2 separate regions of the Mus musculus genome follow, and region 1 is linked to region 2. A link is a contact called in public HiChIP or PLAC-seq data. All regions are on one chromosome and are shown on one strand. Each heading gives the region's core, a stretch centred on a gene start, on an enhancer-like site or on the middle of the called end of the contact. The rest is flanking DNA. Distances are from core to core; before and after follow the strand shown.

The links. HiChIP or PLAC-seq counts read pairs in DNA pulled down with a chosen protein or histone mark.
Region 1: a RAD21 HiChIP or PLAC-seq map of pro-B cells shows a contact between it and region 2, with 6 times the contacts expected there. The contact joins two enhancer-like sites. A contact is called at or near these places in 1 of 15 datasets of contacts at CTCF or cohesin (pro-B cells) and 2 of 115 datasets of contacts at active chromatin or transcription factors (embryonic hindbrain and large pre-B cells).

The regions. Positions count from the first base shown.
Region 1 is chr17:5,193,073-5,197,899 of GRCm38.p6, forward strand. All of the region lies in intron 4 of Arid1b (AT rich interactive domain 1B (SWI-like)), which reads left to right. Among named protein-coding and RNA genes, the nearest start is that of Gm34854, 29 kb to the right of the region's middle. Within about 2 kb of position 2,524, at least 108 of the 459 cell types and tissues checked have an H3K27ac peak or open chromatin away from gene starts, as enhancers often do. A contact at or near this core is called in pro-B cells, where this site is marked.
Region 2 is chr17:4,472,883-4,477,921 of GRCm38.p6, forward strand. No RefSeq gene overlaps it. Among named protein-coding and RNA genes, the nearest start is that of Gm34259, 140 kb to the right of the region's middle. Within about 2 kb of position 3,444, at least 12 of the 459 cell types and tissues checked have an H3K27ac peak or open chromatin away from gene starts, as enhancers often do. A contact at or near this core is called in pro-B cells, where this site is marked.

The DNA.
Region 1 (4,827 bases), core at 1,274-3,773, 720 kb after region 2:
AGATTTGTGCTTTAGACCTGAAGGCGATGTAATGTTCTCATGTCTAACCTTGAGCATACTGCTTAGTATATTAGCTATAGGAGTGTGTGTGTGTGTGTGAGTGTATGTGAGTGAGTGTGTGTGTGTGTGTGTGTGTGTGTGTGTGAGTGTGTGTGAGTGTGTGTGTGTGAGTGTGTGTGTTAGAGTGTGTGTGTGAGTGTGTCTGTGTGTGTGAGTGTGTGTGTGTGAGTGAGTGTGTGTGTCTGTGTGTGTGTGAGTGAGTGTGTGTGAGAGTGTGTGTGTGAGAATGTGTGTGTGAGTGTGTGTGTGAGTGTGTGCCTGTGAGTGTGCGTGTGCATGTGCGTGTGTGTTTCCTCATGGTTGACTTACTATTTTTCATGTTAAAATTGCAGTTTATGTTTAGTTTTTGCAAAATTACAGAGAGGTTTGGAACAGATTAGATTTCTAGTATGCAAGAAGCTCTGAGTTCAATTCTGGGCACTGGAAAAAAATCTTTTGTTAGACAAAAGTGTGTGTGTGAGTGTATGTGAGTGTGTGTGTATGTGTGTGAGTGTGTGTGTTAGAGTGTGTGTGTTAGACAAAAGATTTTTTTCTAGTTGCAGAAAATAACCTATAGGCATTTCTGTCTGAACTGAACCATTTAAAAGCCCCAAAGTGCCCCACACACCCCCAAATAAAAGTAGAGCAGTTTCTAATTCATAGAAAAATTTGTATAAACTATTAGTTGATTTTTGTTTGTTTGAGAAAGGGTCTCCTTGTGTAGCCTACCCTAACCTGGCCCACTCTGGTTCCCATGCTGGTCCCTACCTCTGGGTCCTGCTGCTGCAGCTTCCTGGGTGATGCGAGTGCAGGTGTGTGCCACCAGCCACACTCAAGCTTTAACCCAGTGTTCTAGAGCACTTTATCAAGACAATAGAGAAAGTACTACAGGTCGGACATTAGGGGCATTTTGAGGATGTGACTATACTGGTGGTTTAATCACATCTGGAAAATCGTTAACGTTTTCCAAGGACTGTGGTTTGCTGTTTTATAAACTGAAAATAACATTTACACAATCACAAGAGGATGCTCTGTTGTCTTAGGGAGGTTCTCCATGCCCCTCAGAGTCTGCCCCTTCTCCACACCAGATCCTCACAAGCACACCCACTTCCTCTCCCTGTAGATTTGGTGTTTCTAGATAGATGGAATCACACAGTAGCTAGCCCCTCAGCTGGCTCCCTCCTCAGAGCTCCAGCTCACCCATGTTGCTGCTTGTAGTTAAAGTCAGCTACTTTGTGTTGGTGTGTAGCTTTCTGTTAACACCGGTGGGTCCCACAGCCCTGGTTTATCTGTTCACCAATTGGAGGATGTCTGGCATCCTTCCAGTGTTTGTCAGTGAGAGATGAGCAAGGCTCCCACAGCCATTCTCATACCCAATTCCATGTGCAGGTGCTTTCCTTCCTCCCAGGAAAACATGGAGACAGAGGGGCCCAGGAGCCCATGGGGGGCCGTCTTTCCCTGCACAAGGGGCTGGCAGACTCTGCTCCTGACTTTGCTGGTGTGGACGCTTGCTTGTGTGAACAGCGACCGTTCTCTGCTGTAACTCTTGTCCCTCCTGCTCATGGACATAGGCAAACGCATCTTATCCTGGCTGAGCCCAGTCATCCCCACTGACTCACATCACAAGGCCTCAGGTTCTCCCCGAGTGACCTGACATCAGAGACAATGGCTAAACAACATGTAACAGGCAGGTTGGGTATACAGCATGGGTGACCTGGCCAAAGGGATATTCACAGACTGACTGCGACAGGTAAGGGATCACACAACCCAGAATGGCAGACAGTTGTAAAACTTAGGAACTGTATATTTCTGGAATTTTCCATTTTTAGCATTTTGTTTGGATCACAGTTGAGACACTGATTTTTTTTTTTAAAAAAGGGGGGGAGCTGACTATGATACTGCTGTTTGTGGTGGTGCCAGAAAATGCCTTCTCTCCATATCCAGGTGGCTGCACAGTAGTCCCAGAGTTTTAGGAGTGCCCTTGTCATTTAATGTCAGCATATACCCTTGATGTGAAGCAGTTGTCTTTAAGAGCACTGATACAGATGAAGATATGTGAGTGCCCTGACAGGGGGAGCTGCATGCCTCCTTCTCTGGGCTGGTCCTGCTCCACAGCTGCCCACATGCTGAGCCCCAGGAACCTTCACACTCACCTGAGGTGAATAAATGCCTGATGGTAATTCTGTAGAGACAAGATGTTTACGTCTCTTTGTTATAGAATATTAATATTAAATACTTTTGAAGTCTAAAGAGTGAACATAAATAGCAAAGCATTTTTACACAGTTATTACTTAATTTTGGAGATTTCCTCCTCTCTTGTGTCATCTTTTTTTATAATAGATGTGCTTCAGTGAGGAGCAGTTTGGAATGAGGACATACTCTGAGGCAGTCGCCTTGAAAACATCCTCTCTTGACTTCTGATGCCCTGCAGTGGGCGCAGTCTCCTTCACATGTGCTTGGGCTTTGCTTTGGGTGCCCGTAGAAAATTAGGCCGCATTAAACAGTCTGTGTCAAAGAAGGAAGTGGGTAACATGACTCGTGTGGAACCCAGGGGGTGGAGCAGGGAACTGTAAAGAGAAGAAAACAAACTATATATATCTCCATCCATCTTTCTCTGGAGAATTCTATCTGAGCTTTGTAGTTATTGGCTTGCCTAATTAAACAGATTCTTCAAAGAAACTCCCCTAAATCAAGACTCCCCTGCCCCGTAAAGGGTAGAGCTTACACAGTTAAATGTAAGTATACCTCATCTTTCTTTGCTCTGCATTGTCTTTCTATACTAATTCTATAACCAAGACTGTGCCACATCGTTTAATTTAAACTTCAAAGGGCCTAGAAGATGTTCTGTGATCTGTGGTTGTAACCACTCCCCTGTGTTTAAACCGTATCGATTTTGGTATAATTATTTTATGGTTGGAGGTTTTTCTCCTTTGCTGTTCCTCTTACGTCTATGCAGGGTGCAGGACTCGGAGAGGGTGGCAGCTAAGACAGCGCCACAGCAGCACTAGGAGCAGGCTGAGCGGCACATTGTTAATGTAAAAATGTATCTGTTTTTAAAACATCTCCTGGTCCTCCTGGGATCAGGCCATCTGTCCTTGTGGCCTGGCCCTCATGCTTGGCTTGCATATGGCTGTCTGAGGTCGCGTGGCGCGTGCTCATAAGTGCCATCGTGATTTTATAATAGCTTTCAACTTTTGTGCTAGGTACGTAGCACTGGGGGGAACAATTTTAATATATCCACATTTTCATCATATTTTAGTACTTTAGTTAACATATATTTATATATAACATGGAGTTTATAATACATTTATGTTTTCAAAATATAAAATTGTTTTTATGAAATGTAATTAGAATTTATTTACTGCCTTATGTTTAAGATCCTAACTCCAAACCCTTACCCCTAACATACATAATGTGCATTTGTATGTACATATGTGCACACACATATACAAGGTCAAGTTACAGAATACTGACTAAATTAGCTTTGTACTTGAACCAGTTTGGGCGTACACTACATGATAAATATTTAGCAAAACATAGATAGCATTTCCACTCGGTTGAGCTTATCACTCTGTTTGGTGTTCAGTGTGGTCCGGGGCCTCGGTTGCTCATCAGCTGCACTTGGCCTGGTTTCTTTAGAGTAAGATTTGTGGATAAGTATGAAAAGTTTCCGTCTGAATGGCAGTCACACAGGACACATAAAGGGAAGCCAGGCAGATGTGATGGAGCACGTAGATGCTGAAGCTGTCTTGACATGTCACCTTCTGCTTTAGCTTGTTTTATAATGATCTGCAAGGAAACTATTTCTTTTAAAAAAAAGTTTCAGATTTTTTTATTTGAAAATCTAGTTTGTTTATATATATATATATATATGTTGTGCTGAAAAACTACATGTAATTAGAATATGTACATCTGTATCGGCCTAAAATTTTCATGACTCTACAACTTTATTTCTTAATAAACAGCAGCAGTGTGGATATGATGAACTTGTAAACATGTGGGTTTTTCTTTAAGGTGCAGAATTCATGTGTCTGGGTCCACAAACATATTGTTCACATAACTAGAAAGGTTGCTCTGGGTCAGAGAGAGCCTTTATAGAGGAGGTGTGTTGCACAGCTGGCCAGCTGTGGCCTGTGGTGTGAGCTGAACTGCCTCCCACTTCCCACATTGTAGGCAACCAGCCAAAGTGCAAAGCCCAGGGTCACATTAACAGTTAAGTATGGAAAGATTGTGGTCTCTATGTAGCCTTAATAAAATATCAACTCTAATCTGACTTCGAGTCATTCAAATCTAGACGCACACCTCCATCATGGGGAATAGACATTATCTTCTGTTTCTGAGCAGTGTGGTTCATTGCCATCATTTTTCAAGACTTAACTCTCTTAAAGAAATTTAAAAGCTACTCTCAACTAGAGAGACAAATGCATTAGATATGTACATGATATCAGTAAATGCAGCCAGACTGGGGTGTGCCTTAGTTTATGCTAGTGTGTAAACTAGGAGTATTTATCACCAGCCAAATCTACATGACTTTAACCTACATACTTATATTGGATACATTTTCAACCTTGTTGCATATGTGCCTGTATTGTAAGGAGCCACACCAAACTTATGTTCACACACACGTGTCTGTATTATAGTCAGTGCATTCATTCACACGCATATATTTGCTTGCCACTCCTTCTAGTAACAGTGAGCAAGGTAGGCAAGGCCCTGGTTCTTGTAGAAAGAGATATTTACACAAGTAAATGGAAGGTTTCAGGTAGTAAAAAGAGGAGAGAGTTTGCT
Region 2 (5,039 bases), core at 2,194-4,693:
TCCATCTGAACAGAAAGGAGAATGCCACAAAGAGATGAGAATTTGAACTCACGGCCCCCAGTGCAGCCGCATCCCTCTGCTGCCTGACTGTGTACTTGAAGTGCTCATAAAGTCAATAACGTCCCACGGCTTCCTGCGAAGCCAGAGATTAAACACCAGACATTGTCCTTTTGAAGATGAGGAAAGTAATAAGTGAGCAGGCCGAATCCTCTTTGGGTTTAAAAGCTGTGCAGTTCCGCTTTCAGGTGTCAAAATTGCCTTAAATCTTAAGCTCTGTTGTACCCTGCTGTTACACAGGAATAATAGAACCAGGACAGCTCTCTCTCTCTGACAATTTAAAGATCATTTTTCTCTCTAAAAACTTGTTGAAATATATATATATTAGCACAGACCTTTTTCTTAACATTTTCTATTTTTTATAAAAGTGTATTTTTTTAAGACATGTCTTAAGAGATCAGGGTAGACAAACTGTAGCTTTCTCTCTAAAATAAAGGACAATGCTGTCTATGCCTGGGCTTCTGAGCGGGAAGGGCGCAGGTAACTGCTTCTCCTCCCCATTTTATTTCCACTGTCAGAACGGGTCTGACCCCATCTCTCTAAAGGCAGAAAACTTCAACAAAGGCAGGAGGACTATTTAAAACGATGAAAGAGTCTGAATGAACGGTAGTGCTTTTGATGGCAGCTGAAAGCCACGCAGTCCTTCGGAAGTAGATAAAAGTCCGGAGTGACAATCCTTTGCTGTGGCTATAACCTTGAAAGTCCACTTTCCCCCAGTGAGCTTGAAAATAAAAAATAAATAAATAAAATAATAAAAACAACCACAACCTATGGCGCCCCTTTTTCCAGGATATCTATGGTTTTCAGAGGGCAGAAATTTACTGAATTCCAAAGGTCCCCAGCAAAACCTAGCCTGCATGACAGACCTGGCATCCGGCTACTGAACCAGAAGAGAAAGTTCGTAATCAAGTAGTGGTAGGATGGTAGGAAATGTTCAGGCATTGCTCCTACCAAAAGGAGAAAGAAAAACCTGAACAGATATACATAAGCTTGAAAATGTGCTGTAGGCAAAACTCCAGAAGAATGCCACTCTGAAAGATCCCAAGGGTGCGTGGCTGGCAATTTCTTCCTCCCTTGTTCCCAATACCTCCTTCCCCTCAAGTCCACCCCACACACCCCAACTGTCCCAACTCTGAAATCCAGACAAAGCTGAATAGGCACATGTCTCTAAATACATGCAAAAAGTGCAAGTGCTTCACACAGTTATATCCGCCTTACTGTTACATGTTCATGACGTCAGGGCATTTCTATGACCGCTGGGCTGACAGCCGTGCTGGTACATGGGGGCTGTGTGTGCTTGCCAGTGAGCATTTTCTCCCGTGTCTGTTGCTGTTCTCTAGAGATTCACTAATGGTACATCACCCGGAAAATCAGGTTCCCGAATCCTGTGGTGAAACATACACCAGGAAATCTCTCTCTATCATCTTCCCTGGCTCCAAAGAGTGTGATGGTCTCCCCTACATTCTGTTCCTAGCATGGGGCTGTGTTGGGCTTTTGTTTGGGTGGTCTGATCTGGCTGCAACCATTTCATGGGCACTCCCATCATTCTGCCGGCATCTGCACTCTGAACTGCTTCAAAAGGCAGGCTCACTGGAGACAGCAATTTCTTAATGGAAAGAATTTGTTATCAGGTTAGGCCATGAGCCTGAATCTTTGAAACAGCGTGAGTCAGATAACTCGGCACTCAGAGAATTAAGGTCTCATATCCTTTGGTTCTGGTGAGGTTTTCTGACGCTCTAAGTATGAGAGAATTAAATTGCTGGCTCTGTCCCCCATTCCCTACATACAGAATCTGCCGGCACCTACCAGTCACAGGGAACAGCGACCTGGAGTATTCTGTAGTCGGAATTAAATGGCAAAGGTCAATGTCAGTAGGGTCTGCCCTTTCCCAGTGCATTTTCTAGCAACCACCAGAGGGCTTATAACTTAGAGGGCTGGTGTTGGGTTTCCAGTCAAAACTACAGCACTCACTAAGGACTGGCCACAGAGGAGGCAAGCATGCATGCTCACACACAAACACACATGCCCACCACACTCACTCAGTTTGAAAGGAGGATTCACATTCAAGCTCCAAGTCTGGAAAATACGGTGTAAGGTGATTGGTTGCACACCATGCCTAAGGTCAAAAATGTACAAATAATCTATTCCCTACCCCTTCACATTGACCTCATTCTGCTTTGGTTTTCTTATTCTCTTTCCTAGACAGGATTGCCAGCTCCCTGTATGGTGGCATTTGCAGTGAGGCCCGTGAAGCCATCAGTGTAAATCAGTGTCCTCATAAGAAAAACCAGAGAGAGGCAGGGTCTTTCTCGAGGTTTTGTGGGTTCACGTGAAGATGTCTACACACTAGGAAGGGAGACGTCGGTATGTGCCTGGTCTATTAACTCCTTGCCACTGGCTTTTAGTCTACTGAGTGAGGAATGAGTGTTTCCTGTTGAAGCTACAAGCTACGGTATTCTGTTAGAGCAGCCCACGCTGACTGACACTTTCCCTTAGCTGGGTTTTGTCTATTTCTGGCACTCTAGATTAGTGGAACAATGGAATTATAGGACTGAAGGGCACAGAAATATTTTTACACATCACCTTGTCTGGCTCTCTCATTTCAAAGACCAGGACTTCACTGTGGGCACATCACATGGCTGTGTAAGCTCAAGAAGACACTTGGGAAACAAAAATGGGAAAATAATGATGAGTTCCCATGTGTATGGTTGTCATCCAAGTGATGCTATGCCTTACTTGGCTGTTAGGAAGATAACATTATCAAGGAAATCAAGTAAGGAAAGACAGGCAAATAAGCAAATAAGCAATTCTATAACACGGACACCTATAGCCATCTGATGCAGAGCCTCCTGCCCTCTTGGACTCTTCACCTAGTGAGTCTCACTACCTCATTTATGCACAGGGTCCTGGAGGTCCCACAACAGGATGTTGCCTAAGACAGTCTCTAGCAGTGCTTCTGCTGAGCAAATCCTGGCCTCCTTGTTTCAGCTTGCACTTCTGACTGTGATTGTGGTGCCTGACTTACCGTCCCCAGTCTTGAAGGATCCTGGCTGCTACACTATGCTCCATGATCAAGCATGGCTGCCCTTCCTCTTCCGGTATCACTCATCTACTGGATACCACACCATCTACATTTACATGTTCCCTAGAGGCTGTCATCAAAAACCACTATCCTGCGATGCAGTTTTTCTCACCGTGAAGAAGAGTGGAGTCCTATCCTTTTCGAGGAAAATGGATACAATGGAAGATAATCATATTAGGCAGATTAAGTCACCCCAGAAAGTCAAATGCCACATGTTATCTCTCATTTTTGGAGTCCTGGACTTTACAGATATAAATCATGTATTGACATGATACATAAAACTGCACAGATGACTTGAAAGTAAAAGTGAAACTGGACTCAAAAGGGGCTCATGGGACGAGGGAGGAGGAGGGAGAGAAAGGGAGCATAAAGGGAAATATGTTCAAAGTTGATTACAAACATGCATGTCAAAGGCATTATATAGCCCTGTGTAGTAATAACAATAAAATCACAAATCATATTAGGTCACCTGCTCCCCGACTTTGATGTCTATTGACATGGTAAAATGCCCTGACAAAAGGGAACTTCACAGAGAAAGGGTTCATTTCATCTTACAATCCCAAGTGTCAGTCACGGCAGGGAAATCATGGCAGCGAGAGCTTGAGACAGTTGATCAAGTCACATTCATGGTCAAGAGCGTGAAGAAATGGATTCATGCCTGCTTGCTTGTGGTTAGCTTGATGTCTCCACTCATACACTGCAAACCCTTTGCCTAGGGAATGAATGGTGTTGCCCACCGTGCTCTTGGCACACTCTTCCCTCCTTGGAGGCTATAGGTAAAAGAGCTGCATACGTCACACTGCAAATATAACTCAAACTGGTTTTCTTTAAGGGAGAAAAGGTCCTTAAATTTAAACAATGAGCATCCTACTGTGGCCAGAAAATAGCACTATCTATTGACTGTATCAATTTATTCATGAATCTCAGTAAGAGCAGTAAATGTACCAAAAACCTAGTTTAAGTGTGATTTTTGAAATATTATTGAGTAATAAAATTGATCTCTAGATTTCCAAGAACCCAAGGTAAAAAGAAAAATAGATGAGTTACATAACTCTCCATGATTATCCACTTAATAAAGTACCACCATGCCTCATCTCACAGTCTACAGCTTATTGTCATGTGAGGAAAAGTATTGATTGCCTAATTCTCTAAATAGTGAACACCATTAAAAGAATGAGGCTGCCTGGAGCCGTATCTGGGCAGTGCCCACCGAGCTACCCCCTGGAAAAGTTTTACATCATAATCAGGAACCTAACTGATCTTACTTTGTCCTAAGAAAAGCACAAGAAAACAAAGAACATTGCTAAGAGAAGTGCTCAGATCCTGCTGTTCTCAGCATAAGTGAAGCCCCCTCTGGTGGGCCTCACTTTTCTAAGCTGACCATGCAGATAGTTAACCCACCTCATCCTATCTGTCAGAGCTGTAGCTATAGACTGTCTTCAGTATTTACTCATTTTTTTCTCTCTTGGACACAGAGGGAATCATTTTAGCCCATAACCAGTCCCCCAAAATCAACTGTTTGGAGCCTATGACTGGACTGAAGAAATCTGAGCACTCTCCCAGTGCAGGCCACTGTAGAGGCACTGTGGTCAGTATATGCCAACCCCAGATAGCCAGGGCCAGTCTTGCGAACAGAATCCTATGTCAAAGCAGGCTCTAATTGCATAATATATGACTGATGTCAACATGGAAGAAGAGGATGCCTGAGGCAGCCTTGTGGAGGTAGGAAGATGGGTGAGCAATGAGAAACCAAGGTGGCAGAAGGTGAAAGAACACAGAGGCTGGGTTGATTGTCCAATTGATAAAGAATTTGCCTTGCAAGCATGAAGACTTGAGTTTAATTCCAAGAAGTCATTTAAAAACTGCAGGGTATGCTGGCACTTGCTTGTAATTCCAGTCA